Linked DNA regions of Mus musculus: regions 1, 2, 3 and 4 are each linked to region 5. Evidence: chromatin contacts called from public ChIA-PET and promoter capture Hi-C data. All regions are on one chromosome and are shown on one strand. Each heading gives the region's core, a stretch centred on a gene start, on an enhancer-like site or on the middle of the called end of the contact. The rest is flanking DNA. Distances are from core to core; before and after follow the strand shown.

Evidence for each region. Promoter capture Hi-C pulls out the DNA fragments that hold promoters and counts their contacts. ChIA-PET counts read pairs in DNA pulled down with a chosen protein or histone mark.
Region 1: a promoter capture Hi-C map of trophoblast stem cells shows a contact between it and region 5, with 8 times the contacts expected there. The contact joins the enhancer-like site here to the promoter of Crtc3 in region 5. A contact is called at or near these places in 18 of 39 promoter capture datasets (the 3T3-L1 cell line, 3T3-L1-derived adipocytes, the HPC-7 cell line and 13 more), 1 of 15 datasets of contacts at CTCF or cohesin (pro-B cells), 5 of 484 Hi-C or Micro-C datasets (B cells, Th1 cells and embryonic stem cells), 14 of 115 datasets of contacts at active chromatin or transcription factors (the 230-238 cell line, acute myeloid leukemia, bone marrow-derived macrophages and 5 more) and 4 of 9 other capture datasets (adipose tissue, liver, macrophages and 1 more).
Region 2: an RNA polymerase II ChIA-PET map of effector CD8 T cells shows a contact between it and region 5, with 6 read pairs. The contact joins the enhancer-like site here to the promoter of Crtc3 in region 5. A contact is called at or near these places in 11 of 39 promoter capture datasets (the HPC-7 cell line, embryonic stem cells, epiblast stem cells and 6 more), 5 of 115 datasets of contacts at active chromatin or transcription factors (the NIH/3T3 cell line, effector CD8 T cells and embryonic stem cells) and 1 of 9 other capture datasets (embryonic stem cells).
Region 3: a contact with region 5 is called in a promoter capture Hi-C map of the HPC-7 cell line, with 3 times the contacts expected there. The contact joins the enhancer-like site here to the promoter of Crtc3 in region 5. A contact is called at or near these places in 11 of 39 promoter capture datasets (the HPC-7 cell line, cranial neural crest, embryonic stem cells and 7 more), 1 of 484 Hi-C or Micro-C datasets (B cells), 5 of 115 datasets of contacts at active chromatin or transcription factors (effector CD8 T cells, intestinal villus epithelium, large pre-B cells and 2 more) and 3 of 9 other capture datasets (adipose tissue, liver and pancreatic islet).
Region 4: a contact with region 5 is called in a promoter capture Hi-C map of pre-B cells, with 2.0 times the contacts expected there. The contact joins the enhancer-like site here to the promoter of Crtc3 in region 5. A contact is called at or near these places in 11 of 39 promoter capture datasets (the 3T3-L1 cell line, the HPC-7 cell line, embryonic stem cells and 5 more), 2 of 484 Hi-C or Micro-C datasets (gonadal supporting cells and liver), 3 of 115 datasets of contacts at active chromatin or transcription factors (bone marrow-derived macrophages, embryonic stem cells and fetal liver) and 3 of 9 other capture datasets (adipose tissue, liver and pancreatic islet).

Annotation. Positions count from the first base shown.
Region 1 is chr7:80,843,364-80,848,362 of GRCm38.p6, reverse strand. No RefSeq gene overlaps it. Among named protein-coding and RNA genes, the nearest start is that of Zscan2, 15 kb to the left of the region's middle. Within about 2 kb of position 1,447, at least 50 of the 459 cell types and tissues checked have an H3K27ac peak or open chromatin away from gene starts, as enhancers often do. A contact at or near this core is called in adipose tissue, bone marrow-derived macrophages, embryonic stem cells and 2 more, where this site is marked.
Region 2 is chr7:80,886,616-80,892,022 of GRCm38.p6, reverse strand. Wdr73 (WD repeat domain 73) reads left to right here. Exons shown (of 8, transcript NM_028026.2): 8 at 114-1,300. The coding sequence ends at 346. Among named protein-coding and RNA genes, the nearest start is that of Gm32112, 4.1 kb to the left of the region's middle. Within about 2 kb of position 2,627, at least 248 of the 459 cell types and tissues checked have an H3K27ac peak or open chromatin away from gene starts, as enhancers often do. A contact at or near this core is called in the HPC-7 cell line, effector CD8 T cells, embryonic stem cells and 4 more, where this site is marked.
Region 3 is chr7:80,824,872-80,830,082 of GRCm38.p6, reverse strand. No RefSeq gene overlaps it. Among named protein-coding and RNA genes, the nearest start is that of Iqgap1, 24 kb to the right of the region's middle. Within about 2 kb of position 1,767, at least 150 of the 459 cell types and tissues checked have an H3K27ac peak or open chromatin away from gene starts, as enhancers often do. A contact at or near this core is called in the HPC-7 cell line, effector CD8 T cells, pancreatic cancer cells and 1 more, where this site is marked.
Region 4 is chr7:80,493,591-80,498,660 of GRCm38.p6, reverse strand. It overlaps Blm (Bloom syndrome, RecQ like helicase), which reads left to right. Exons shown (of 22, transcript NM_001042527.2): 9 at 1,138-1,256; 10 at 2,558-2,671; 11 at 4,130-4,228; 12 at 4,411-4,559. Among named protein-coding and RNA genes, the nearest start is that of Blm, 39 kb to the left of the region's middle. Within about 2 kb of position 3,265, at least 38 of the 459 cell types and tissues checked have an H3K27ac peak or open chromatin away from gene starts, as enhancers often do. A contact at or near this core is called in the HPC-7 cell line, bone marrow-derived macrophages and pre-B cells, where this site is marked.
Region 5 is chr7:80,687,582-80,692,810 of GRCm38.p6, reverse strand. It overlaps Crtc3 (CREB regulated transcription coactivator 3), which reads left to right and starts at 3,934. Exons shown (of 15, transcript NM_173863.2): 1 at 3,934-4,204. The coding sequence starts at 4,073.

The sequences.
Region 1 (4,999 bases), core at 198-2,697, 160 kb before region 5:
CCATTACTTACTCTAATCTGGATTGAATTGGCTCATTTCACCAGCAGAGAAATAACTTAGCCTGAGTGTGTGTGTGTGTGTGTGTGTGTGTGTGTGTGTAGGCCAGAGATAGAAGTCAGATGCCTTTCTCAATTGCTTTTCGTTTTAAAATTTTTGATCTGAGTCTCTTACTAAACCTGGAGCTTGCCAATTTGGCTAAAGGCTTGCCAGCAAGCAAGTCCCAAGTACCTCCTCTGTCTACCTCCTCAGCACTGGAATCAAATGTCTGCTGCACCCAGATATTTATTTTGTTTTGTTTGTTTTCTGAGACAGGTTTCTCTGTGTAGCCTTGACCTGCAACTCGCTCACTCTGCTCTATAGACTAGGCTGGCTTTGAACTCAGAGATCTGCCTGTCTCTACCTCTCAAGAGCTGGGATTAAAGTTGTGCACCACTATTGCCTATCTGCACCCAGGTTTTAAGTAGGTATTGGTAACCAAACTCAAGTGCTCAGTATAAAGCAAAAACCAGCACTGTGCTTTGGAGTTATGAGCCTTAGCATTGCACTGTGTTTGCTCTGTATTCATAAGCACATCTCTCGTCTACTTGGAATTCATTTTCATCCTGAGCATAAACACCATCAGAAGCTGAGATGAAGCAGGGCAGTGGTGGCACACGCCTGTAATCCCAGCACTTGGGAGGCAGATCCAGGCAGATTTCTGAGTTGGAGGCCAGCCTGGTCTACAGAGTGAGTTCCAGGACAGCCAGGACTGCACAGAGAAACCCTGTCTCGAAAAAGCAAAAAAAGAAGGAGGAGGAGGAGGAGGAGGAGGAGGAGGAGGAGAAGGAGGAGAAGGAGAAGAAGAAGAAGAAGAAGAAGAAGAAGAAGAAGAAGAAGAAGAAGAAGAAGAAGAAGAAGAAGAAGCAGCAGCAGCAGCAGCTGCTGCTGCTGCTAAGACGGGAGAAGTTGGTGTTTCAGGCCAGCTTTGGGTGCCTTGTGAGACCCTGTCCCCTGATAGAATAAAGTGAACAGCTAGAATCACGAGCAGACAGCTTAGTCAGTACAAATTCTTGCTATCAAGCAGGAGGACCTGAGTTGAGACCCAGCACCCATGTAAAAACTAGATATGGTCTATGCCTGCCTCCCCAACATTGAGGCGGGACAGAAAGAGCCCTGGGGTCTGCTGCCCAGTCTAGCCAGTTGGTGAGGTCCAGGTTCTGGGAGAGACCCTGTCTCTAAAAGTAGGGTGGGGAGCAGTAGAGGATGACATCTGACAGTGACCTCTGACCTTGGCCTCATCTGTGAGTGAGTGCATAGGCAAGTGTATCTGGATACACAAAAAAGAGAGAGAGTCGGGAACGTTTGTAGAGAGAATCGCTTAAAAGCACCACCTGCCAATAAAAAGCCAATGGCCAATGATCTGAGGCAGGAAATAAGAGGCGGGACATTGGCAGGAAGGCAGAGGATTCTGGGAAATAGTAAGAGAAAAGAGAGCCATGGGGGAATAAGAGGAGATGGGAAACAGACTGAGGAGACAGGGGTAAACCAGCAGGTGGAGGAACTCTGAGAGACTCTGAGGAGACAAGAAGGAAGGAGCCAGTGAGTACCGAATCACTAACCAAGTGATAGACATAGAATAGATTAAATGGTTAAATAAGGTAAGAACTAGTCAGAGAGTGAGCCAAAGCTTATGGCCTAGGCATTTAATAATAACTAAGTCGTCTCAGAGTCATCACTCTGAGAGCCGAGACTGGGAAAGGAAAACTTGGAATTTAAAAATTATTTCTACACTCACTTGTAAGTTTCCAGGTAAACAATGCACAGACTGTCTGCTTCTATGATGACCACCCTCCCTTCGCCCTTAGCTTCCTTTGGAGGAGCCAGTGTGAAGCCAGAGTAAGTCCTGTGCTCGGGCGCTAAGTTCCAAATTAAAGATTGAAATGTTTGCGGAGGAAATTGTGCAGTGCCGCGGAAGCTCTTAAGCACACATCAGGACTTCAGGCAGATCTCAGAGAGGAAGAGGCAAGAAATGAATCTGCAGAGTAGCCCGAGGCTCGGATCCCTGCTTACAACCATTGCAAGTTCCTCAGTCTCCTCCTCACTCCCCGGGCCAGCCAGCTGGGAGGAAAGGGACAGGCCTGGAACGAGGTGGAGCCGGTCACACCTTTTTGTCTGAGCAGACAGAGCACATCGAACAGCCTGGAAGCTGAAGGAGGAGATGTGGGGAATTCCCTGCTTGGAGAAAGAAACCCGCGGATTAGACAGTGATTTGGGGAGACCCCGCCTACTAAGGAGGAACCAGGATGAGGAACAAACCTCGGAGTCCAGACTGCTGGGGAGGAGTAGAAAGAACACAGAAGTGGTGGGGACAAGCAGTGCTCCCTCCTGGGCCCCGGGAGGACACAGAGCCGGAGTAAGGATGGAGCGGGACTGAGATGGAAGCGTTTTCTGATGTGATTGTCCTGTGGAGGCATAAATCATAGAGTTGAGGAAGTGAAGGGCCCATGGGTGGCAGAAACATCACAAACAAGTACACCGAAGTCGCCATGGGAGAGGGCAAGACAGGCACCCGGCAGTCAGGGTCCAGAACCATCAGAGAAAGGGCAGAGTAAGTCAGGAGCACATGTCTCTAGTTCCACCTACCTAAAGGCCACCCAAGAGTTTGAGGGCAATATACTGAGGGGGGTGGGGAGAGAGAAGAAAGCAGAGGGAGGGAGCTGCAGAGTGGCCTAGCTAGAGTAGAGGTTCTCAGCTAAGGCCTAGCTAAGGCCTAGCTGTGACCCTTTGTGCAGAATGCTGGGACAGCCTCGGAAAGTGGCCTCAGGTGAATGACACCAGTGTGCTGGTTTGAATAGGAATGTGTAGCTTTAATTTTTTTCAAATCCTTTTTTTTTTTTTTTTTTTTTTTTTTTTTTTTTTTTTTGGTTTTCTTTATAGCCCTGGCTATCCTGGAACTCACTCTGTAGACCAGGCTGGCCTCGAACTCAGAAATCCACCTGCCTCTGCCTCCCGAGTGCTGGGATTAAAGGAGTGCGCCACCACCGCCCGGCTCAAATCCTATTTTTAATGATGGTTCTTAAATGCTTTAACCTCCCTTGTCGCCCACCACCAGAGGTAGTGGGAAAGAAAAGAAACGTGGAAGTGGACCTGTTCAGAAAGGTTCTTTGGAGCAACTCCCATCTGTGTTGTCTGGAAATTGGCAGTTCAGTTCACAGGTTAGCAGCAGCAGGTTGATCCACTCACAAACACCAAGCAGTCCAGTTTGGTAGAGCAAACAGGAATCAGCAGCAGTGGTATTGCCCAGCAGAGACAGCCAGGCCTCAGCCTTGGCTGGAGTCAGCAGGAGGAACCCAGAAGGAATGCCAGGCAAAGTTCTCAGCTGTGCTTCTCTCAAGGAAGTGCAGATCAGTGAAGATGCCCGACGGGTTCTATACCCTCCCAATATCACGTTTCTCCACGGGTCTTGCCTCAGCATACGTCTTGTCTCAGCACGTGAGTCAGTCTCAGCTGACATTACTCTGCCGGTCAGACTGAGTCCGCAGAAGTGGCAAGAAGCTGGGGCACACCACCAGAACTTTTTTGGTGCACTCCTGTCTATGGAATCTCAACATGTGGAGCTCAGTAAGAGATGTGAGGTGGACCAATACACGCATGTCCTTAGCAAAGAATCCTTCATCACGCGTCCTTTCACGTGCTTTCGTTAGCAGAACATCTTTTCAGTGAAACATTCCTTCACAAGTCTGCCTTAGCCTTTCACCCGTGTCCACTTTGGGAAAACATTCCTTCACGTATTTGCACCATCCAACACAACTGACTTTCCAAAGGACCATTGAGTTTCCACTTCAGGAATGGCCCCCATAGGTTTGTGTAGATTCCTGTAGGGAATGGCACTGTTAGGAGGTGTGGCCTTGTTGGAGGAACTGTGTCACTGTGGGGTGGGCTTTTAGGTCTTTTATGCTCAAACTTTGCTCAATGTAGCACACAGTCTCCTGCTTCCTTCGGATCAGGACGTAGAACTCTCAGCTCCTTCTCTCGTATCAAGTCGTGATGATATTGGACTAAACCTTTGAAACTATAAACCAGCCCCAATTAAATATTTTTTTATAAGAGTTGCCGTGGTCATTGATGTCCCTATACAGCAATAGAAACCCTAGCTCTTGGTTCCAGAGCTCTTGGAGCCGCTTCAAGGATATTGGCAGGAATTTGACATTGGGCTAGGACAAGGAAGTAGACTCAAATGCATACAGCTGAGGAATGAGTTCTTTGTATCCTGACTGTCTTGTTAAGTCCCTGAATACTGTAATCATGGGACCTTTGTTTATGCCTTGTTTGTTCCTTGACTACTTTGTCTTTGACCTAGAACTGACCCTATTCTTTGCATGTGCCTAGAATGGTATAAAAGGGTCTAGAAAAAAATATACCAGCTTCAGCACTGGCTGGGGTCATGTTATAATGTTGTCCAGTTGTCTTGTCTTTTTGTAAGCCTCACTCACTCCCATTAGAGATGGCTCAGAGGTTAAGAGTACTGATTGCTCTTCCAGAGGTCCTTAGTTCAACTCTCAGCAACCACATGGTAACTCACAACCATCTGTAAAAAGATCTGACTCCCTCTTCTGGTGTGTCTGAAGACAGCTACAGTGTACTCATATACATTAAATAAATAAGTAAATAAATCTTAAAAAAAAATTAAGGTACAACACATTAGGATAATCTCTAAAGTATATGATGTTTCTGGGTAACCCTCAAAATAACAATTAAAAATACTTAAGGTTTTCTCTTAAATAGGCCTGGCTAAACTAAAGATCTTGGGGGGAAAAAATCTTAATTGTTTGTTTTTAAAGCAGCAGTGGTTAAAAATATCCTTAAAATCCTTAAAATGTCTGTCTTTATATATACACTCATATATAAACAAGGCATATCTAAGGCATGGACATGAGTCATCCTCTTAATGTTTTCAATAAAGAGTTTAATGTCTCAAGGGAGGGCAGTTGTCTAGCAGGAAAAACCCTTCCTGCAGTAG
Region 2 (5,407 bases), core at 1,378-3,877, 200 kb before region 5:
CCACACCGCTGCAGCCGCAGCCTTCTCGGTGGCTGGCCTCTGAGTGTCTTGTGATAGAGGAAGTCCTCCAAGGAAGAGTAGGGTCACACCTCTCTTTGCACGTTCTTCTCCAGGCTTTGATGGGACAGTACAAATCTATGATGTCACATCATGGGATGGAAAGAAAACCCAAGCGGAGCCTCTCTTCACTCACAAAGGCCACATCTTCCTGGATGGAAATGACGTAGACTCTGCTCCTCTGGTCACCACCCATACCTGGCACCCTCGCAAACCCAGAACTTTGTTATCAGCAGCAAGTGATTCTTCTCTGCATGTGTGGGACTGGGTGGACCTCCAGGCCTCCTGATGACACAGCAGCTGCCCTCATGGGCCTCTGAGAAGAGGAGTTGTTTGAGAGGCTGACATGGACTGTGAGTGAACACAGCTCTACCACAGCCGTTGGCTTCAGGCAAGCTAGCCTGCCCTTCTTGTCCCTTTTTCTTACCTGTAAAATGAAGGTGTAGTAGGTACCACCTAGTGCTGTGGGGAGCATCACAAGAAAATTACCTGAGAACAGTTGGTAGGGCGCACGGCATAACATGGCTGGAAGCGACCATTGCCTCTAGGAGCCCTGCGTCTCCAGGTGTATAGCAGCAGGCTGTGTTCCTGTCTTCACAGCATCATGGTGAGAATCAGGAGAGCTGGAGTGTGAATGTGGGTGTGAACTTTCTCACAGAAGGAATCGATGTCTCAGGGCCAATAAACATCAAAAAGAATACAAGTAAGAAGCAATTAGCAATTTACTTAGTTTTTGTACACAAGACTGGACTGGACTGAGCCTACTGTTCTGAGTTATGCCCCAACTGCTTTCTTTTACTTCTTCCTATTTTGTGTGTGTGTGTGTGTGTGTGTGTGTGTGTGTGTGTGTGTGTGTGTGTGTTCGTGTTCATTACTTGCACGAGGGTGCACGTGCTTGGGTGTGCACACTCATGAGTATAGGCACCAAGAAGTGCTGGGAAGGTGGAGTCATCCCGAGGCCTCTGCTTTGCTAAAGGATGCACCTTGCTTTCCTCGTGCACACGTGACCTCTGCATGCTGACTGGAGTAAGCTCTGTCTTCCACTCTGGTGGATAAGGGTCCCTTCCTTATGACCTTGTTTAGCCTTAGTTCCTAGACCCCTCTCCAAATCTAGTCTCTCGGGGTAGGGACTTCAGTGTATGAATTTGCAAGGGGTACACACTTCTGTCCACAGCACTTAAAAATAATGGGGGGATAAGAAAAGTCTAACAGCTTTTTTTATAATAAATTTTTTTAAGATGTATTTATTTTGTGTGTATGAGTACACTGTAGCTGTACAGATGGTTGTGTGCCATCGTGTGGTTGCTGGGAATTGAATTTAGGACCTCTGTTCGCTCCAGTCAGCCCCGCTCACTCTGGCCCAAAGATTTATTATTATTATAAGTTAAGTACACTGTAGCTGTCTTCAGACACACCAGAAGAGGGAGTCAGATCTCATTACGGATGGTTGTGAGCCACCATGTGGTTGCTAGGATTTGAACTCACGACCTCTGGAAGAGCAGTCGGTGTTCTTAACCTCTGAGACATCTCTCCAGCCCCCATTGTTCACTTTTTTTTTTTTTTTTTTCCTTTTTGGTTTTTCAAGACAGGGTTTCTCTGTGTAGCCCTGGCTGTCCTGGAACTCACTCTGTAGACCAGGCTGGCCTCGAACTCAGAAATCCGCCTGCTTCTGCCTCCCGGGTGCTTCACAACAGGATCACGTTCAGAGTTTGGGAAGCATCCTCTGTCATCCTCGCCCCCCCGCCCCGAAGCTCACCCCGCGGCTCCCTCTACTCTGTTCAGTGGTGACACACTGATAGCTTGAAGTTGGCCTTGGTGGGAGGATTTACATCTCAGAAGCTGGCAGATATTACAAAGCAGATATCCGGGTTACAGCAGCCCAGCTGCACGCTAGTATTTCACTGGGAAAGCTGAGTAATTTAGAAGTCGGTTGTGAATGTAGAAGGTGCTTTGCTGAACTGTATCAGCCAGGGCCCGACCAGGAAGTGCAGACGCACACCCGCACACCCACGGGGTGACTGAGCTGCAGTTTGGGGCTGCAGAGGAAGTGAAGGAAGGGAAGCTTGCTAAGGTAGGTTCACAGCTGCAGGAAGTCGGGGCCAGAGGCCTCCAGGTAAGAACTGCAGGTGTCTTGTCTGACCAGAGCCCAGTTCCTAGGCCCAGAGAAAAGAGGGCCAACTGCTACAGAAAGTAGAGTGACAGGAGATCGGGATGGGCTCAGAGATTCACAGAGGCGACACAGACTTCCCTTCAGATGAGCTATGTGAGGAAAAGCCACCGATGGTGGTGGTGGGGAAAGCATTAGCTGAAGGAGAACACCAGGACTATGTGGGCCTTAAAGACTGTGAGAGCCTTCCCTTCAAGTCCCTGGACAGTGGAGTTAGGACACTGTCTGTAGCTGGCTCTGTTTCGTTTTCTTTTTTAGTTCTACATCTTGTGACCTAGCCTAGCCAGGTCTGTGTGCTGGGAGTCAGGAGAGCACAGGCAAAAACAAGCTAGAATTCAGTGCATTGTTCCCTCCCTCACTCCTCCCTCCCACCCCCAGGCTAGGGAAAGGGGCGGGGCTAGGCATGCTTACAGCGGCTGGTGGGAGGGAGACTGTTAGGCTCTGTCCCAGAGAGAGGGAGAGGGGCTGGGTTTGGAGGCAGCTGTGGAAACAGTGATGCTGTAGGCTCCATCTGTCTCACTTAGCCATTCCTGAATGCCATGCCGCACCAGCCTAGGTGTTATAACGAGATGCTGAACTGTATCCATAGGGCCTCCATTAGAGAAGGGGCGCATGGCCTGCAGCATGGGCCCAGTCACACACGGGCCTGGAGAGAGTAGGCTCGCACAGGGAAGGTGACAGTTGAGTTGTATCCTGTGTTCGGGCAGAAGGGACATCATTGTTAAGGACAGAGCCCCTACCCTAGGAGTAAATGGGAATACAACTGAGAAAGCGGGCTTGGGGTCTGTCAGTGAGGCATGCAGGGGCATGGAGGGTGGTCCTAGATTGTGCTAGGCAGCAGGAAGAGTGAGCACGCAGACACAGATGCACTTAACACACAGAGCCGAACACAGCTGGTCAGACACATGGCTGTCCTTGGACAAAATGGATGGCAGGAAACGAACCAACCCAGAGGACAGATTGTGCGGGTGCCTGCCTGGACCGGACTGTACCTACAGCAGGCAAAGTCCCAGGGACTCAGCAAGGACACTGAGGTCAGGGCTACAAGAGGGGGGATGGGAATGATTGTCTAATAGATGAGGAATCTTAGGCTTGGAGCTGGAAAGGTGACTCAGAGGCTAAGAGCTCCTGGTGCTCTTGGAGAGGACCCGGCACCCACACCTGTCTGTACCTCACTCCAGAGGGATCCACCGCCCTCTTCTGCCCTCTGCAGGCACCTGTGTGCACACATACACATAAATAATTTTTTAAAAATCTTTAAAAGGCATTCTAAAATAAATCTATGCCACTTTTGTTTTCTGCCCTTGGAAGAAACAAAAATTCTAACTTAATTTCTGGAATATTCCTTTTAAAAATGATCTCCGGGGCTGGAGAGATGGCTCAGCGGTTAAGAGCACTGACTGCTCTTCCGAAGGTCCTGAGTTCAAATCCCAGCAACCACATAGTGGCTCACAACCATCCGTAATGAGATCTGGCGCCCTCTTCTGGAGTGTCTGAAGACAGCTACAGTGTACTTATATACATACAATAAATAAATAAATCTTTTTTAAAAAATGATCTCCAATGACAGGTGTTCTGAAGTCTCGAAGGCTGCAAATAGCCATCCATTGAAAGTACTGGACTGGAAAGAGAAAACTGAATAGAGCCAGGTCTCCGAGGAAGCCAGATGCTCTATAGACAGTGCTGCTGTCGGCCCCTGCTAAGCAATGTGTAGAGCACCATGTCCCAGGAGTGTGCAGGTTAGGTGTGAAGCTTTCTAAAGTGCTCTCAGAGGCCAGGCCTGGTGGCCTAGCCCTCCATCCCAGCAGGTGGACACCTCTGTGTGGTCTACACACTGAGTGCTGGGCCAGTCAGGGCTACAGAGTAAAGTTCCTGTCTCAAAATACAAAGTAGCATGAAGACATTTTGTAACCCAATTATTTATCATTTATTTATATGATGTGTGTGTGTGTTTTATATGTGCACAGGCTGAAGCATGCCTGTGGAGATCAGAGGGCACAGGGCACCTTGGGTACTGGTCCCCGTCTTCCACTGTGTTTGAGGCAGGCTCTCTTCTGGTTCACTGCTGTATACTCAGGCCGCCTGGCCCTTGAGCTTCTGGGATTCTCCCATCTGCTCCCACCAAGCCAAAGGTGCAAGGATTACAGATGCACACACTGTGCCTGGGGGGCAAACTCAGGGCCACATGTTTGCCAGAAGCTCTCCTCCCTCTGAGCCATCTCCCCAGCTCTTTAGAAAGTGTGTGTGTGTGTGTGTGTGTGTGTGTGTGTGTGTGTGTGTGCGCGCGCGCACGTGCAGTCACATGTGAATTGCCTTGTCATAGGGCACATAAGGAGGTCAGAGGGCACCGAGGTAGCAGTCCTCACCTTCTGCCTTACCTGAGACAGGCGTTCTCTGTTCTTTTCTCACTGTGTACACCTGGCTCCGTGGCCCAGTGTTTTACCCACTGAGCCATCTCCCCAGCCCTAAATTCTTAAACTCAAAGAACTTCTGGAATACTCAAGCAACAAAGCCCAACAAAATGGTGTTTTCAACAGACAAGTTTCATCTGCGAGGGCTCTTCCTGCTCTGTGTCCGTGCTGTTATTAGAAAGAGACAAGAAGGCATGATGGTGCACGCCTTTAATCCCAACACTTGGGAGGCAGAGGCAGGCAGATTTCTGAGTTTGAGGCCAGCCTGGTCTACAGAATGAATTCCAGGACAGCCAGAGTTACACAGAGAAACCCTGTCTCAAACAAACAAACAAACAAACAGAAACAGACAAGAAGACACCTTTGCTATGGAGTAAAGAAAACCCCTTCGAATAAATAGTCTTTGTGAGCCACCCTGCTCTTGTAGTTGGTGGAGAGCTTGGTTGCGCTGTATTTCAGGATAGGAGGTAAATATTTCCCCAGAACCTATCCCCCTGACTAGCAACTCAGGGTCCCTAATTCTGCCCTTGGGGCTGTGTCTCTTACTGTTCCAAGCACTCTGGAGAGGAGAGCTTACCCCGATCTTCTCCGCTACCCAAAGGTTGGGACCCAGCCTCTGGGTCCCTGAAGTCTCCTCTGACCCTTTGTTTCCATACCATTCACCCTTTGGTGCTGCTCCCTAGGAGTCCCCTGTGGCAGAGAAGGCTTCCTAGCACCTCTAAAGCATCAAAGATGTCAGCAAGCACCCAGGAAGACTCATCGGGAGGGTCTT
Region 3 (5,211 bases), core at 518-3,017, 140 kb before region 5:
AAATCCACGCCTAAAACTCTCTTATTAGTTTTTACCTACTTAATGACATCATTTTTATTAAGGCTTGTTTGTTTGAGTTGGGGAAATGTTATAATCCAGAGCAATGAAATGTGTTTCTATGGTTTGATTCCCTACCACTCCCCTTACCCCCCCCCCCAAACCCTCTCACCCACCTCCACCCACATCCTCTGTCTCCAAATGAAAAGATTAAGTAAGAGACTGAAGAGAGGGCTCAGTGGTTAAGAGAACTGCTGCTCTTCCAGAGGACCCACACTTAAAGGCCTTTCTCCTGTGTGTGGGTTCTTCCGTGTTTGATCATGTCTGACTTCTGACTAAAACTGCCTACAGTGAAGCCACAGTAAGGCTTCACCCCCAATGTGTGATGAAATTTGAGCTTCCATCCCATAGCTCACATCTATTGGTAATTCCAGTCCTGGGGAATCCGATGCTCTCTAACGGCCTCTGTGGGAATCAAGTGTGAACATGGTATGCAGACATACATGCAGGTAACACACTTGCATACATAAAATAATATCAGAATTTTAAAATTGCCAAGCACATGACTTTAATACCAGCACTTAGGAGGCAGAGGCAGGCAGATTTCTGAGTTGGAGGCCAGCCTGATCTATAGAGTGAGTTCCAGGACAGCCAGGGCTACACAGAGAAACCCTGTCTCGAAAAAATAAATAAATAAATAAATAAATAAATAAATAAAAATAATACATTACAAACAAAACAAAAGCAGCTAGCTGGAGAGATGTCCCAGTCATTCAGAGCACACACTGCTCTATCCAGAGGACCCAAGTTTGCTTTCCAGCATCCATGCTGCCTGTAACTCCCGTTCCAGGGCATCCGATGCCCTGTTCTGGCCTCTGCAGGCACCTGCACTCATGTTCACATACCCACATGCATATATGTGATTAAGATTTAAAACAAAACAAAACTGGGAGCTGGATGTGATGTGATGACAATAGCCTAAAGCTTCACAGTGAGACCCTGTCTCAAAACACACACACACACACACACACACACACACACACTCACACACACACACACACACACACACACACACACACACAGAGGCTGAGGACTCAGCTCAGTGATGGAGTACCATACAAACAAATAAGAAAGCCCCCTATGGCAGTGCCTGATCCTTAAGGCATCCTCCGAGCAAGCTCAGTGCTCCGTTGTTTTGATGTGGGTGAGTGAGCTTGTAGGGTTGCAACTGGGGATTGAACTCAGGTCTCCCATCTCCATTTTCTTCCTTCCCTTTAGTTTCTTCCTAAGCCTGGTTGATGTTTGTTTTTTTCCCCAACTTTACTGTGTCTGAGTTCAGAACTTGCAAGAAAGTAGTTACAGACTTAATGACTTAATACAACGGAAACTCTGTCCCAGTGAATTGCCGTTCAGGCATGAGTCACCAGCTGTCTCGTCGCCATGACGAGGCATAACGATGCTAGTAGATGCCTGTGGTTTTAGATGCTGAAAGAATCTCAGATGCTCTCTGTATGTGAGCGAGTGTTATGCAGGGAGCTTCTGTGTAGGTTTTGGCCCTTCCTTGTCCTCTTCAGCAGATCCTGCCTTCTCTTTTTCTTCCCCTGTCCCACCACCCCTCCTGTCATGTGTCCGTGTCCGTGTCCGTGTCCGTGTCCGTGTCCGTGTCCGTGTGTGTGTGTGTGTGTGTGTGTGTAGTGTATGGCTGACTATGGAGTGTATGACTCAGCCATACTGCCTGGTCAGCGAGCCCCAGGGAATCTTCACGTCTCTGACGCCCAGTGCTAGGATTCCTGGTATGTGTCTGACTTATTTGTAAACACGTGTGCTGAGGGTTGAGTTCTGGTTCCCCTGCCTTTGAGGCAGTGGCACCTCACACACACCTATACTTTTTTCTTCAGACCAATCTCAAGAGCCCATCCAGGATGGCCTTGAACTCAGTAGGTAGCCAAGAATAACCTTGAACTCCTGCCCCCAAGTTCAGAGGTACTGCCAGGTACACCAGCTACTCCACCACTCCTGCGTTCATCCCTGTCCTTCGCTGTACTTCAGCACACTTGGTAATGTTCCTCCACTGGTCACAATAAGGCTATGTGTGACGCTCTCTCTGTCCAGAATGTTCCTCACCAGATCTAAACATAGGTAGGCTATTTTCAGGCCAGTTTAGCTTAAACTCACCTCTTTACCAAGACTATTCCTGGCAATTGCATCTGCCTTTGACCTCTTCCCCTGGCAGTCACTGAGACAACCTTTCTTCTGTTCTCCTTAAATGTCTTGCACAATTTCCTGTTTATTTGTTCTTTGATAAATCCCATGAAAGGAAAAATCCATTTACTATCTCCATTCTGTCACAATGGGTGCTAAAGAAATGCTTGTTGGATGGGTGAATGAATGAGTGAGTGAATGAATGAATGAGTGAATGAATGAATGCTTCTGCTTTCAGTCAAGGACCGTGTGATTCTAGAAAAGCATTGAATGAGATGAGGCTGGGAAAGAGCGAGGATGGCACTACCATGTGCTTGGTTGCTCACCATGGAGTGTGGATGCTCTACTCTGAAGAACAGGGTTTGGCCATCAGCTATTCAGGAGCAGAGACATGGTCAGGACTGGGAAAGGTAGACTTGGCAAGCACGTGTAACTCCTATTACACAGAGAGAAGCAGAGGTCATTAAGACAGCGCCTGGCATATAGGTCTTTAATAGCTGGTCATGGTAAATACTAGGGACAGCTCAGCAAACCGGCATTGACAGGAAGTCATTCTTCTAGACTCTGCCTTCCTTTCCCTTTCTGTCAAACTTCCAATCAACATATTTATTCTCAGAGCTTTTGTCCAGACCCTTTACGGATTTCTAACCCAATCACACTCCTGGAACTGGTGTCTCAAAAGTCTTCTCATTTTATTTCTTTTTTTCGAAACAGGGTTTCACTGTGTAGCCCTGGCTGTCCTGGAACTCACTCTGTAGACCAGGCTAGCCTCGAACTCAGAACCGCCTGCCTCTTCTTCCTGAGTGCTGCCTGGCTTTAAGATTGTTTTTTGTTGTTTGTTGTATACTCATGTATACCAGGCTAGTCTCAAGCTCACTATGTAGCCCAGGGTGACCTTCCCTCCTGAGCTTACTGTTTCTACTTCTCAAATGATTAGATTTTCTTTCACTTGGTTGAGACAGGGTATTAGCTCCAGCTCAGGCTGACCTCAGGCCTATGGCAATCCTTCTGCCTCAGCTTCCTGAAAGTAGGATTATAGGTCTGACCCATCACACCAGGCTCAACAAGTTTTTATTCAATGCTCCTACTCACCCCTTCTGCCAAGAGTGAGGCCCCAACCCAGGGGTGTGTGTGGTGTGTGTGTGTGTGTGTGTGTGTGTGTGTGTGTGTGTGTGTCTGTGTGTGTGTGTGTGTATATGTGTGTGTGTGTGTGTGGTGTGTGTTTGTGTGTGTGTGTCTATGTGTGTGTGTGTGTGTCTATGTGTGTGGTGTGTGTGTGTGTGTGTGTGTGTGTGTGTGTGTGTGTGTGTGTGTTTTCTTGCCTCTACTGGAATCCTTCAGAACATGGCCTGGGGCCAACAAGATGGCTCATCAGGTATAGCTGCCTGACATGGTACCATCAAACCTGACAACCTAAATTCCACGTGGTGAAAGGAGAGAAGCAGTCCTCTGAAACTGTCCTCAGAGGATGCTAAACAAACAAACGCATGAAGAAATAAGTGTAAGGCGGAAGCCATGTGGTTTGATTTGATCTTTAAGGAATTTTAGATCCCGTAAGTTCAGCCCCCTCCCCTCCCAGAACACTCCTCTGACTTTTCTCTCTGTGACCTCCTCCTGTTCAGCTTGGCTCTCTTCTCTCCTCCGTTCCTTTATATTGTTGCTGCCAAGTCTTGTAGTAGTTGCCTCTATACTGTGTGTGTTTAAACCATTGTAAAAATACCTTCTGCTTGTTGAGATTTAAAAAAAAAATGCCGATTTACGCCAAGCCACAGAATGGGAATACCATGGGTCTCCCTGGCCCCTCCCCCAGCCCTACTCCCTAGATCTCAGCTCGGTCTGTTAGGCAAGCCGGGTCTTGTTTCCAGCTCTTCTTTTCCACTCCCATGGCCATCATCTGAACCACAGAAACAGCGTTCCATCTGGTCTACTTAGCTTTCCCTTTTGGTTCATATCAGCGAACCTGGAAAGCATTCCACACAAGTCCTACCCCGAACCCTACAGCTATGAGAACAGAAGAAAGAGATCCACATTTCAAAGCTGCTTGACTTTGGGCAAGTAACTTGACCTTCCTTAATTCCTCGAGTGTAAAATGAGGGTAGTCACAGTCCCTTCCTTATGGGGTTGGGTGACGGTTGATAGGATGACACACATAGCTCTGGACAGCACCTGGAACACTATCTGCTCCATAAATGTCAATGACCACAATGCCAGTGATGACACTCCTTCCCTCAGGTGAGTTACTGATCTCAGTGCTTACCATCTAGGTGAAGAAGCTGGGTGTGGTAGCTTATGCCTGGGAGGCAGGGGGATTGCTATAAATGTAAGGCCAGCCTGGACTATAGAGTGAGACCCTCTCGAAAAAGAAAAGGAGGAGAGAGGGAGAGAGAGGGAGAGAGGGAGGGAGGGAGGGAGAGAGAGAGAGAGAAAGAGAGAGAGAGAGAGAGAGGAAATGGCTCAGCAGTTAAGACCACTGGTCTGTGAGCCAGACAGTGGTGGCACACATCTTTAATCCCAGCACTTGGGAGGCAGAGGCAGGTGGATTTCTAAATTCAAGGCCAGCCTGGTCTACAGAATGAGTTCCAGGACAACTAGGGCTATACAGAGAAACCCTGTCTTGAAAAACCAAGAGAGAGAGAGAGAGAGAGAGAGAGAGAGAGAGAGAGAACGAACACTGGCTGCTCTTCTAGAGGACCTGGATTCTCAGGACCCACATGGTTTACCATTTGTAACTCCAGTTTCAGAGGCTCTGACACCCTCTTCTAGCCTCTGTGGGTACCAGGCATGGAACTGGTGGAGAGACATAAATGCAGGCAAAACACTCATACACACAAAATAAAAGTTGTAAGAAAGAAAAAGGAAGGGAGGAAGGGAGGGAGGGAGGGAGGGAGGGAGGAAGGGAGGGAGGAAGGAAGGAAGGAAGGAAGGAAGGAAGGAAGGAAGGAAGGACTGATCTAGGTCATGAGAGATAGGCAAACTTTTTTTTTTTGAAAGGCAGAGGAACAATGTAAACAG
Region 4 (5,070 bases), core at 2,016-4,515, 190 kb after region 5:
ACACTCCAGAAAAGGGCATCAGATCTTGTTACAGATGGTTGTGAGCCACCATGTGGTTGCTGGGATTTGAACTCCGGACCTTCGGAAGAGCAGTCGGGTGCTCTTACCCACTGAGCCATCTCACCAGCCCTTGTGCGGCAATCTTTATCCAGCCCCTCAAACTGGTTTATATTGGACAGCGATATCTTATCCACATTTCAGACTTTATTAACTTAGTGACACTGTGCCTCCATTTCAACCCTAGTTTGGTCCTTGAAAGCTCTGACCTTGGGAAGGACTTTGGCAGTCATCTAATCAGAGGCTTTCAATGGCTCTTCCCAGCTTCAGGAGTTATTTTCAAGACCTTTCCACTCTGATTTCAACCTCTTGACAGATATAATAAAAATATTCCAAATAAAGTTTCCCTTGGACAGCTCTTTAGACCATTGACCTCATGGATTTTTCAGGATACCAGGGCCTAGGCAGGCTAAATGTCATGTCTGAGTTCATGCAGCTGGCAGAGCAGGTCTCTCTTCTCAGCATCCCACTATTTCTTTGACATGTCTACATACATGCCAAAATGAAACTTATTCACTATGTGGAAAAGGAAGAGTATAGTATATATTTTAAAAATAAATTGAAGTCCTAAAAACTACCTAGCCCAGCTTTTGCCATTAGTAGATTGGTGAAATTGCAAATTAACTAGAATATAATCATGTAGTTATTTTAAAATATGTTCTTGGGAGCTGGAGGCACAGCTCAGTAGTAGAGCACTTGCCCACTGTGAACGGAGCCCTGGGTTTGAGCCCCAGCATGGGGCAGGGCAGGCAGGGAAAGGGAATGAGTACATATGTAGCTTTCCCTTTTATTTCAAAGGAATAATTTTGATAATAATAATAATGGTAGTCACAGACTTAGGATTTTAGAGACCCCTTATATTGCTGGAAGCAAAAGTTTATTCAGATTTCTCTGGTAGACTTTTTAAACAGTTCTGTTGAGAGTTCATTTAATTCATTATGGCAGATAGGTAGATAGCCCTGTGGGTAATACTATTTAATGCCCTGAAAATTATTTTAAATATTATATTGGTTTTCTTTGTAACTTTTACCTTCACACTCAAATTCGAAACTGACATGTTTTTCATTATTTGTCTCTTAGGAGGAGGTAAAAGTTTGTGCTACCAGCTCCCTGCCTGTGTTTCTCCTGGGGTCACAATTGTCATTTCTCCCTTGAGATCACTAATAGTAGATCAAGTCCAAAAGCTGACTTCCTTTGATGTAAGTTATTACATAAAACTATTAATAAAAATGCACCTTAGAAACACATGCCAGTATGCTAGGAAATCTTATTAACTATTGTTTAAATTATTAAAATAATTATTCTGGGTATATAGCTTCATGGCAGAGTGTTTGCCTAACATACTGCAAAAAATAAATAAATTAATTAATTAATTAAATAAAGCATACAGTTAAATTAAGCTGTAGAGTTAAGTACATGTGTTAAAACATTGTGATTCAAATAGCCATCTGTAATTCAAAGAATGTATTTTATTAAGAACTCTTAGCCTACATTTTCCTGATGTGGGTTTTGGGGTGGTTTGTTTGTTTGTTTTACTATAAATAAAGGGATTTCTTTTTTTGGCTAGTGATCATCATAGTTCTCTTTCCTATGCACATGTGTGTGCCTGTACACCTGTCTTTTTCCTCATTGCTGAGTTGAGGAATTATGACTGCTGCACTCTATAAGGTTAATCATTGCAAAGAGTTGGCTACAGGGTTACGAATCATACCATCTCAGTGTGACAGCTGGTTTGACTTTTCTTCTAAAGAATGTCATTGCAGTGTTGATAACCATTGCCCAGCTGTTCACCTTGTTCTAACCAACAGTTACCATCACAGCAATGAGACCTGTAAACGTAGCCAGGCCGACCATTGTGGTGCAGACCTTTAAGCCTCAGCACTTTCAGAGGCAAAAAGAGGTTCCTCTCTGTCAGTTAGAAGCAAGCCTGGCATACAAGCAAATTTGGGGCCAGCTCCAGTTACACACACAGACAACATGGTCTTTTTTACAGATAGAGGAGATGAAACATAGAAAATGGAACAGTGGAGAGCCTTTTGTAGTTTTTCTTGACACAGAAGCATCTTGCCATAGCACAGGCTAGCTTCAGATTTGCCGGATGGCAAGGCTGCCTTGAATTCCTAAACCTCCTTTCTCATCCTCCTGCCAGCTAGGATTCCTCATATGTATGCCACCACACCTAAGTGGGAAAGCTATTTTGAGTTGCATTTAATGTTAATTTTTAAAAATATGTGTACTAGCTAGATGTGACACATGCCTATAATTACCAGTACTTTAGAAGCTGAGGGTACAGGAGGGTCACAAGTTTGAGACTCAAAAGTGAAACTCTTGACTCAGAAAACAAAACTTAAAAATAAAAATGGTGCATTGATTGTTATGGTGAGGTATTTGTTTCTTTTGGAAAGTGTGATATATGACTTATAAAATATGAAACCTAAGCACGATCATATCTGATTAATGTATAAATAAAATGAAATTTAAATTATTACTCTTAACTTAGATTCCAGCTACATATCTGACAGGGGATAAGACTGACTCAGAAGCTGCAAATATTTACCTCCAATTATCCAAAAAAGACCCAATCATCAAGCTTTTGTATGTTACTCCAGAGAAGGTTCGTATTTATCTCACTCTCTTCAGTGTAATATTGCAACGCACTCAAATACATATATTTGAAGAACTTGGTGATAATTTTTATATACATTAATGAATTCTTGTATAACCTTCACTCCAGACCACAGATGGTAAAGTCTTCTCTGCCTCCTGTGTTGTTTGTTCTTTCTCCAGTTTGTTGTGAAACACTTAATTGACAGTGAGTTGCAGATCTGCCATTTTACCTCTCCTTTACCTCACTCTGCATTTCCTGACTGTATAGCACTCCCTTAGGAACCACTGTAATTTACCCGTCAGGAAATGTACAGTGACACATACTGTTACTTAAGCCATTAACCTTTCAGTAATGACCTTTGTAAAAAAGGGAAAAAAAGAAAACCCCTATTTCATCTCCTATCTAAACAGTTTCATTATTTTGACATTTTGAAGCATAAGGGCCAGTTTTGGGGACTGTGCCTCAATTTGAATTTGCCTTGTTTCCTGCTGATTAAATCCCTATTCCTCACGTTGGCAGGGATGCCACAGATGTGCTGTGTGCTATCAGAAGACAGTTGGCAGTGACTCATCCCATTACCAGTGGTGGTCACTGGCCAATCACTCGATCAAAATAGCATTGCCAGGCTGCTGCTCGCTGGGCTTAACGTTTCCTTCCCCTTCCAGCTGCCTAGTGAGCAGTTGCTCTGTTGTAGGAGGTCTCAGACTGTACAGACACCGTGGCAGACATCAGAGCCTCCCCACAAGCTTTAGCATCGTTGATGATTTGTTTCTTATTATTACTATGATGAGTGCCAGGTTGAGTTTACTGATACAATCCATCCTGGCTTTATGAAAGCCTTGCCTGATGCTGCGTATTTATCAGTGTGAACTTGTGGGTTCTTTATTAGTTTAGTAAATTATAATCATTTTCACTATGTATTTTGATGTTCTAATTGCCTATGTTCAACCAGTGAGGACGCTTCATCAACCTGACTTCTGTGTCTTATGTCCCTGTTAAGATATGCTTGTTATTGGCACATAGCTATCTATATGTGTAATACATAGAGTTCTTCCCCAATAGTATGCACATACCAAACACACATCTAAACTCCCGTTATCAGGCTGGCGGTTGCTCATGGGGAATGTGCCTAAGGACCTAGAACCAACCACCTTAACTCTGAATTCACGCATATACATCATTGTGTGCACAGACCCACCCTACACATGCACAAACACAAAATGAATACATGTAAAAAAATGTAAGTCCTGTAACCAGAGTAAACATGTGGTAACTCTCAGAGCTACTAGCCTGATAAGTAAAGCTGTTGGATGTGGATGAGGGCATTGAAGTGTCTGGATTGCCCTTTGCTTTTCTGCTCTCTTCACAGACTGAGGACAGAATCACTCGTGTGTGAGTAGTTCTAACAGGGAGTGACGATATTCATTCAGATGTGTTTACATCTCTCGTGTATCTCTATTCTAGGTCTGTGCAAGTAACAGGCTGATTTCTACTCTGGAGAATCTGTATGAGCGGAAGCTCTTGGCACGTTTTGTCATTGATGAAGCGCATTGTGTGAGTCAGGTAAGTTTCTCTTGGGATATCAGTGTGTTTATACCACCAGTAGTGCTCAGAGCCACAGCACTGAAGAACAACCCACAGTGGCTGACTGATCGCTCTGCTGCTTCACTGGAGAATAAAGTGCATCTTATATATCGACCCGAGAGATACAAATAACCTGAAAGCAACATTTTTTTTCCAATTAGTGGGGTCATGATTTTCGTCAAGATTACAAAAGGATGAATATGCTTCGCCAGAAGTTTCCTTCTGTTCCAGTGATGGCCCTCACGGCCACAGCGAACCCCAGGGTCCAGAAGGACATCCTCACTCAGCTGAAGATCCTCAGACCTCAGGTGTAAGTCGGTGAAGGTTGTGGGTTCCATTTTCTGATTCTGTACATTAGCATCACCTGTAGGGCTTTATCAAGCCAAGTGTCCAGATGTGCCCAAGGACAGCTAAATCAGAATATTTGAAATTGGAAGAATTTTTTTTTTTTTATTCTCAGTGCAGTAAAATTTGGGAACAAAATCTGGGTTTTTTTCTTTACTTAATAAAAGAACAACTCTAGAGCACTCTAGACGGCAGCACACATAAAGGCGCCTGCAGCCAGGGCTGACCGCCTGAGGTCAGCCCCTGGTATCTTTGAGAGAGAGAGAACTGGCACCTTCTGCCTGTTGCCCAAGCAAGCCCTGATAAACAAGCAAATAAATAGAAACAAAAGGAAAATCATCCCACCCTCTGCTTTAGAAGTGAGATAAATCAAATTCGGTCCTGGGTAACCCTGTTGTAATCCTTTTAACAGATTACATTTTGTGTATCTTACTTTGGCTTCCACACTCCACGTGCCTTCATGGAATGAGCAGGTA
Region 5 (5,229 bases), core at 2,685-5,184:
GGCCAGGGCTTATTCCCTGTTTTTAAACTATGCATGTGGGTATGAACTTGTGAGTACAGACACCTGGCAGCGCCAGCGGCCTTGATCTCCTTGAGCTGGATATAGCCAGTTTCTAGCCACCTGACTTGGGCGCTGGGAACTAAACTTGGGGTCCTCTACAAGAGCAGAAGTCCTTAACCACTGAGCCATCTCTCGAGTCCTCAGGGTTTTATCCCTAAGTCTCATCATATTTATCGTGCTCACATGGACATTGTCAGAGATCATCTTTTAGGAGCCGGTTAGTTCTGCAGATGTCACGCTTGCACAGTAAAAGTTTCATCCACTGGTTTATGTTGCAGGCACCCAGCTGGCCTTATTTCTTATTATTTGAACACTGTTATTTAGTGTGTGCCTGTGCATGTGTGTGCTTGTGTGTATGTGTACGTAAAGTGCTTGTGTGTGAAGGTCAGAGGACAACTTTTTGTTTTGTTTTGTTTTGGTTTTTCGAGACAGGGTTTCTCTGTATAGCCCTGGCTGTCCTGGAACTCACTTTGTAGACCAGGCTGGCCTCGAACTCAGAGATCCACCTGCCTCTGCCTCCCGAGTACCGAGTGCTGGGATTAAAGGCGTGCACCACCATGCCCGCTCAGAGGACAACTCTTAAGAGTTGGGTCTGTCTTTTTTTTTTTTTTTTAACACTAAAGCAGTTACTCCCTACTTAGCTTAAGGGACCCACTTTTTTTGTGGGGGGGTGGTTAAGATTTATTTATTTATTTATTATATGTAAGTACACTGTAGCTGTCCTCAGACACTCCAGAAGAGGGAGTCAGATCTCGTTACGGATGGTTGTGAGCCACCATGTGGTTGCTGGGATTTGAACTCCTGACCTTCGGAAGAGCAGTCGGGTGCTCTTACCCACTGAGCCATCTCACCAGCCCTTTTTTTGTTTTTTGAGACAGGGTTTCTCTGTGAAGCCCTGGCTGTCCTGGAACTCTCTCTGTAAACCAGGCTGGCCTTGAACTCAGAAATCTGCCTGCCTCTACCTCTCAAGTGCTGTGATTAAAGGCATGCGCCACCACCACTGCCCAACGGGTCTGTCCTTCTTGCATGTGGATCCTGGGGATCAGACTCAGGATGTTAGGCCTGGTGGCAGTGCCTTTACTCACTGAGCCACCTTGCTGGTCCCTGGTTGAGGCTTTTTTTTTTTTTAATTAGGTGAAATAAAGGTGAAGAAAGTACATTATTTTGATAGTTGATCTACTACCAGAGACCTTACTAAGTGACCACACAGGCAGGCGGTCTGTAGGGCACGGTATGCTTGGTTAGTGGATCCCTCCCACCCATTGTGAGACGACACAATGTTTCATCATGCTGCTCAGATTGGCAAGCAATGTAAAAACTCATGAATTATGAATTTTTTGGAAATGTCCCACTTAATATTTTTAGACTACGGTTGATGGAGTATAATTGAAGCCTTGGAAATGAAACTGTGGGTGGGGAACAGTCTCCTCCTGTGTGTTTTCTGAGCCTCTGCTTGGAGCTCAGTGTAGTGACAGCTTTCCCAGCTGGCTTCCAATCTCAAGAGAGGGAATGGTTCCTTTGCTGCCTCTTGTCTGCAGCCTGGCGCTCCATCAGCGTCTGCTCTCAGCCCTCCAAACAGGCATCTCAGCAACCCCTTTATTACCCGAACTAGCCAGAAAGTCCTACTTTATTTGGTTTTGTTTGTTTGTTTGTTAAGGTGGTGGGGAAGGAGGGCTGACTCACTCTGTAGACCAGGCTGGCCTCCAACTCACAGAGACCCAACGGCAGCCTTTGCTTCCTAAGTACTGTTATTAAATGGTGTGTGCCACCATGCCCAGATTTTTCTTTTGTTTTCTTCTTTTTTTAAAGATTTATTTTGATTGCATTTAATCATGTGTCTATGTGCCTCTGTGTGGCATGCATACTTGGGTGCAGGTGCCTGTGGAAGCAAAGTTATCATAGTCCCTGGAGAGAGAGTGACAGGTGGCTGTGAATGCCCAATTTGGGTGTTGGGTACCAACCTCAGGTTCTCTGAAAGAGTAACACATTTGCTTTTTTTTTTTTTTTTTTTTTTTGAGACAGAGTGGCCCAGAATGACCCTTAACTTGCAGTCTTCCTGCCTCCACCCTCCAGGTAGTGAGATCTCAGATGTATGACACCATGTCCAGCCTGGCTCATCTGTGTGAAAATGAACTCAGTATGGCATAAAAGCAGAAGGCAACACGTAAAGAAAAAGCATGGATGGACTGGAGGGATGGCTCAGTGGTTAGGAGTGCCTACTGCTCTTGCAAAGGGTCAAGGTTCAGTTCCCGGCACCCACATGGTACAGATGGTAGCTCACAAGCAACCGTCTGTAACTCCAGCTCCAGGGGACTAAGGCCACCTTCTGGCTACCAAGGATCCCTATACATAGATGCTGCACATAATTGCATGCAAGCATACACACATACATATAAAAATCAAGAAATATAAAATAAGAAAAAAAAGCATGGTGGGTAGGACAATACAACAGACACATAAGCCTAATTATAACAAAACAATCTAGGGACTAGTGAGCTCCCTAAGTCGGTAAATGTGCCTGCCACCAACCTGAGTTATTGGCGGATGTGAGTACACACACACACACACACACACACACACAAAATGAATAATGAATGAATGTAAAAAACCAACACATATAAAAACAGTTGCAGGAAATACAAAAGTTGCACATCATGTCTATAAATTCTTTTTGGTTTTGTTTTTGAGACAAGGTCATCATACAGTCTGGACTGGCTTTCTTCTCATTATGTAGCCAAGGAGGACCTTGAACTACTGATCCTGCTGCCTCTAACTCCTGACTGCTAGGATTACAGGCACTTGCCATAATGCCCAGCCTCATTTTTGTATAAATTTTAAACATAAAACTTCCTATCCCACATAGAGTAACTGGATTAATAAATCATACACAATAAAAGGAAGAACAGAATAATAAGTATATGTTAATTTTGAAAAAATGAACAGTAGTGTTAGACATCACTACCAACATAGTTACTTTTTATGGAGACAAAGAATGAGGTGGGGTTCTTTTTTTTTTTTTTTTAAATAAACTCCAAGCATATGAAGCAAAACGATTTTTAAAAAGTCTTATTGTGTATGTGTGTCTAGGTATGTGCTTGCTACAGCCTGAGTGTGGAGGCCAAAGGACAAGTCTCAGGAGTCAGTTATCTCCTTCCACATGAGTCATTTAGCTGGCCCCAAAATGCCTTTTAAATTTTATTTGCAGTGTTGGAATCAAACCCAAGGCCTAGGGCTTGTCACACAAGCGCTCTACAGCTGAACACCGTCCCCAGGCTCTGCAAAAATGTTTTGATGGTTTAATCATGAGGTGCGTGGGCGTTGTTGTTATTTTCCGTATTTCTCCTCATGTCGCTAATACGTCCTAATTCACAGAACACAGTCATGCTCAACACTCTCCAGGACATCTTGGTGTACAATTATGTTGGAAGCAGCTTCTGGGCTAAAAAGGGGGAAGCCTGACGAGGCCACTTGCTGTTTTACCAGCGAAGTTGAACGGATGGGAGAGATGGCTCAGTTAAGAGTACAAACAGCTCTTACAGAGGCAAAGACCCGTGTTTGGTTCCTAGATTAGTGTGATCTCCGTGGGTGCCTGCATGCACATATACATATGTACACATCCACACTGGGCAGTGGTACCCAGCGGCTCTCACACATTGGTGCAGCTTAACTTTACAGACGTGATATAGGTGTGAGAAGTCCCGAAGCAGGCTGGGGACCGTGGGCTCAGCCCTCGGTCGGCTCGCCGGAGGTCGAGCTCCCCGGCTGGGAGGCCGGGCTTCGGGGCCCGGAGGCCGGGCGGGCCGCGCCGAGGGCGGAGCCGCCGCGCGGGGGCGGACCTCGGCGCGCTCCCGGCCGCTCGCTGGCTCTGGGGCCGCGGCGGCTCCTCTGCCGGGTCGCGCCGGAGGACAGGTTTCGGGCGGCGGCTTGGGCGGCCTGCGGACAGACCGGGTGGGCCGAGCAGCGGAACCCCGCGCCTGCCGTGTGCCTAGCCCGCTAGCGCCGGGCGCGCGCCATGGCCGCCTCGCCCGGTTCGGGCAGCGCCAACCCGCGGAAGTTCAGTGAGAAGATCGCCCTGCACACGCAGCGGCAGGCCGAGGAGACGCGGGCCTTCGAGCAGCTCATGACCGACCTCACCCTGTCCCGGGTGAGCTCCGGGGCCGGCGCGAGCGGTGCGGGCGGGTCCGCGCGGCGGGGAAGAGGTCGCCGGGCCGAGGCGGCGGCGGCGGAGCCGGGCGGGGGCCGCGGGTGGGGAGTGGGGCCGGGGCGGCCGCGGCCTCGGCTCTGGCCGGCCTGGCGACACCGAATGCGGCTTGCTATCTCGGTGGACGGGCCTCGGTGCGTTGAGCTGGAAACGGCCGAGCCCGGGGAGGCGGGCAGCGGGGCCGGGCGGCCTAAGCGGGAGGATGACCCCGAGAGGAAATCGCACGCAGCTGCAGCTCAGAGGCCGGACCGAGGCACGCCTGGTTCGGGCGGTGCGGCTTCTCCGTGGACACCCACGGCCAGCGAGCCCTTGACTGTCGGCGTAGAAGGCCTCGGGGGCCGGAGGGTCGCACATCCTCCCCGAGGGGAAGACTTGGTGCACGCACAAGCGAATCGACGGCTGGCCCCTGAGTGGCAGGGGGCCTTGGTACCACGTTGAGATTCCGTGGCTTTCCCTCCTTCGCCTCTTGGAGGTGCTTTCCGTGGTCCGGTGCATTTGCTCAGCATCAGATATTTAGTGAGAACTGACAGGGTGCCTAGCGCAGATGGTGACTGCGGAGGGACCCAGAGGAATGAGTAAGAGCGAGTCGGAACAAACACCTGGGAGGCTAGACAACTGGAGCGGACGGCAGGGGATGGAGACGGCAGGAGTGTCTGTGTAGACTGCAGAGGGTCAACGTGAGTGGGCAGCCTTGAGGATTCTGAGTGCTGGCCTTGAAGGCACATTGTCAGATGGGGGAGGCTAGGAAGATGCTGGGGGTGGACAGCTGGAAGCAGACGTGTGAGCAGATTGCAAGCTGGTTGTTTCCCTGCTTCCCAAGGTGCAAGCGTATTCTATTTTGGCCACCATAGTGTTTGGGATTGAAAAACAAAAACAAGAAAACTAAAATCTGTTGCTAGGGTTTAAATTGGGAGTTTTTTCTTTTAACATAAATTTAACATAAACTAAACTAACATAAATGTATAGCA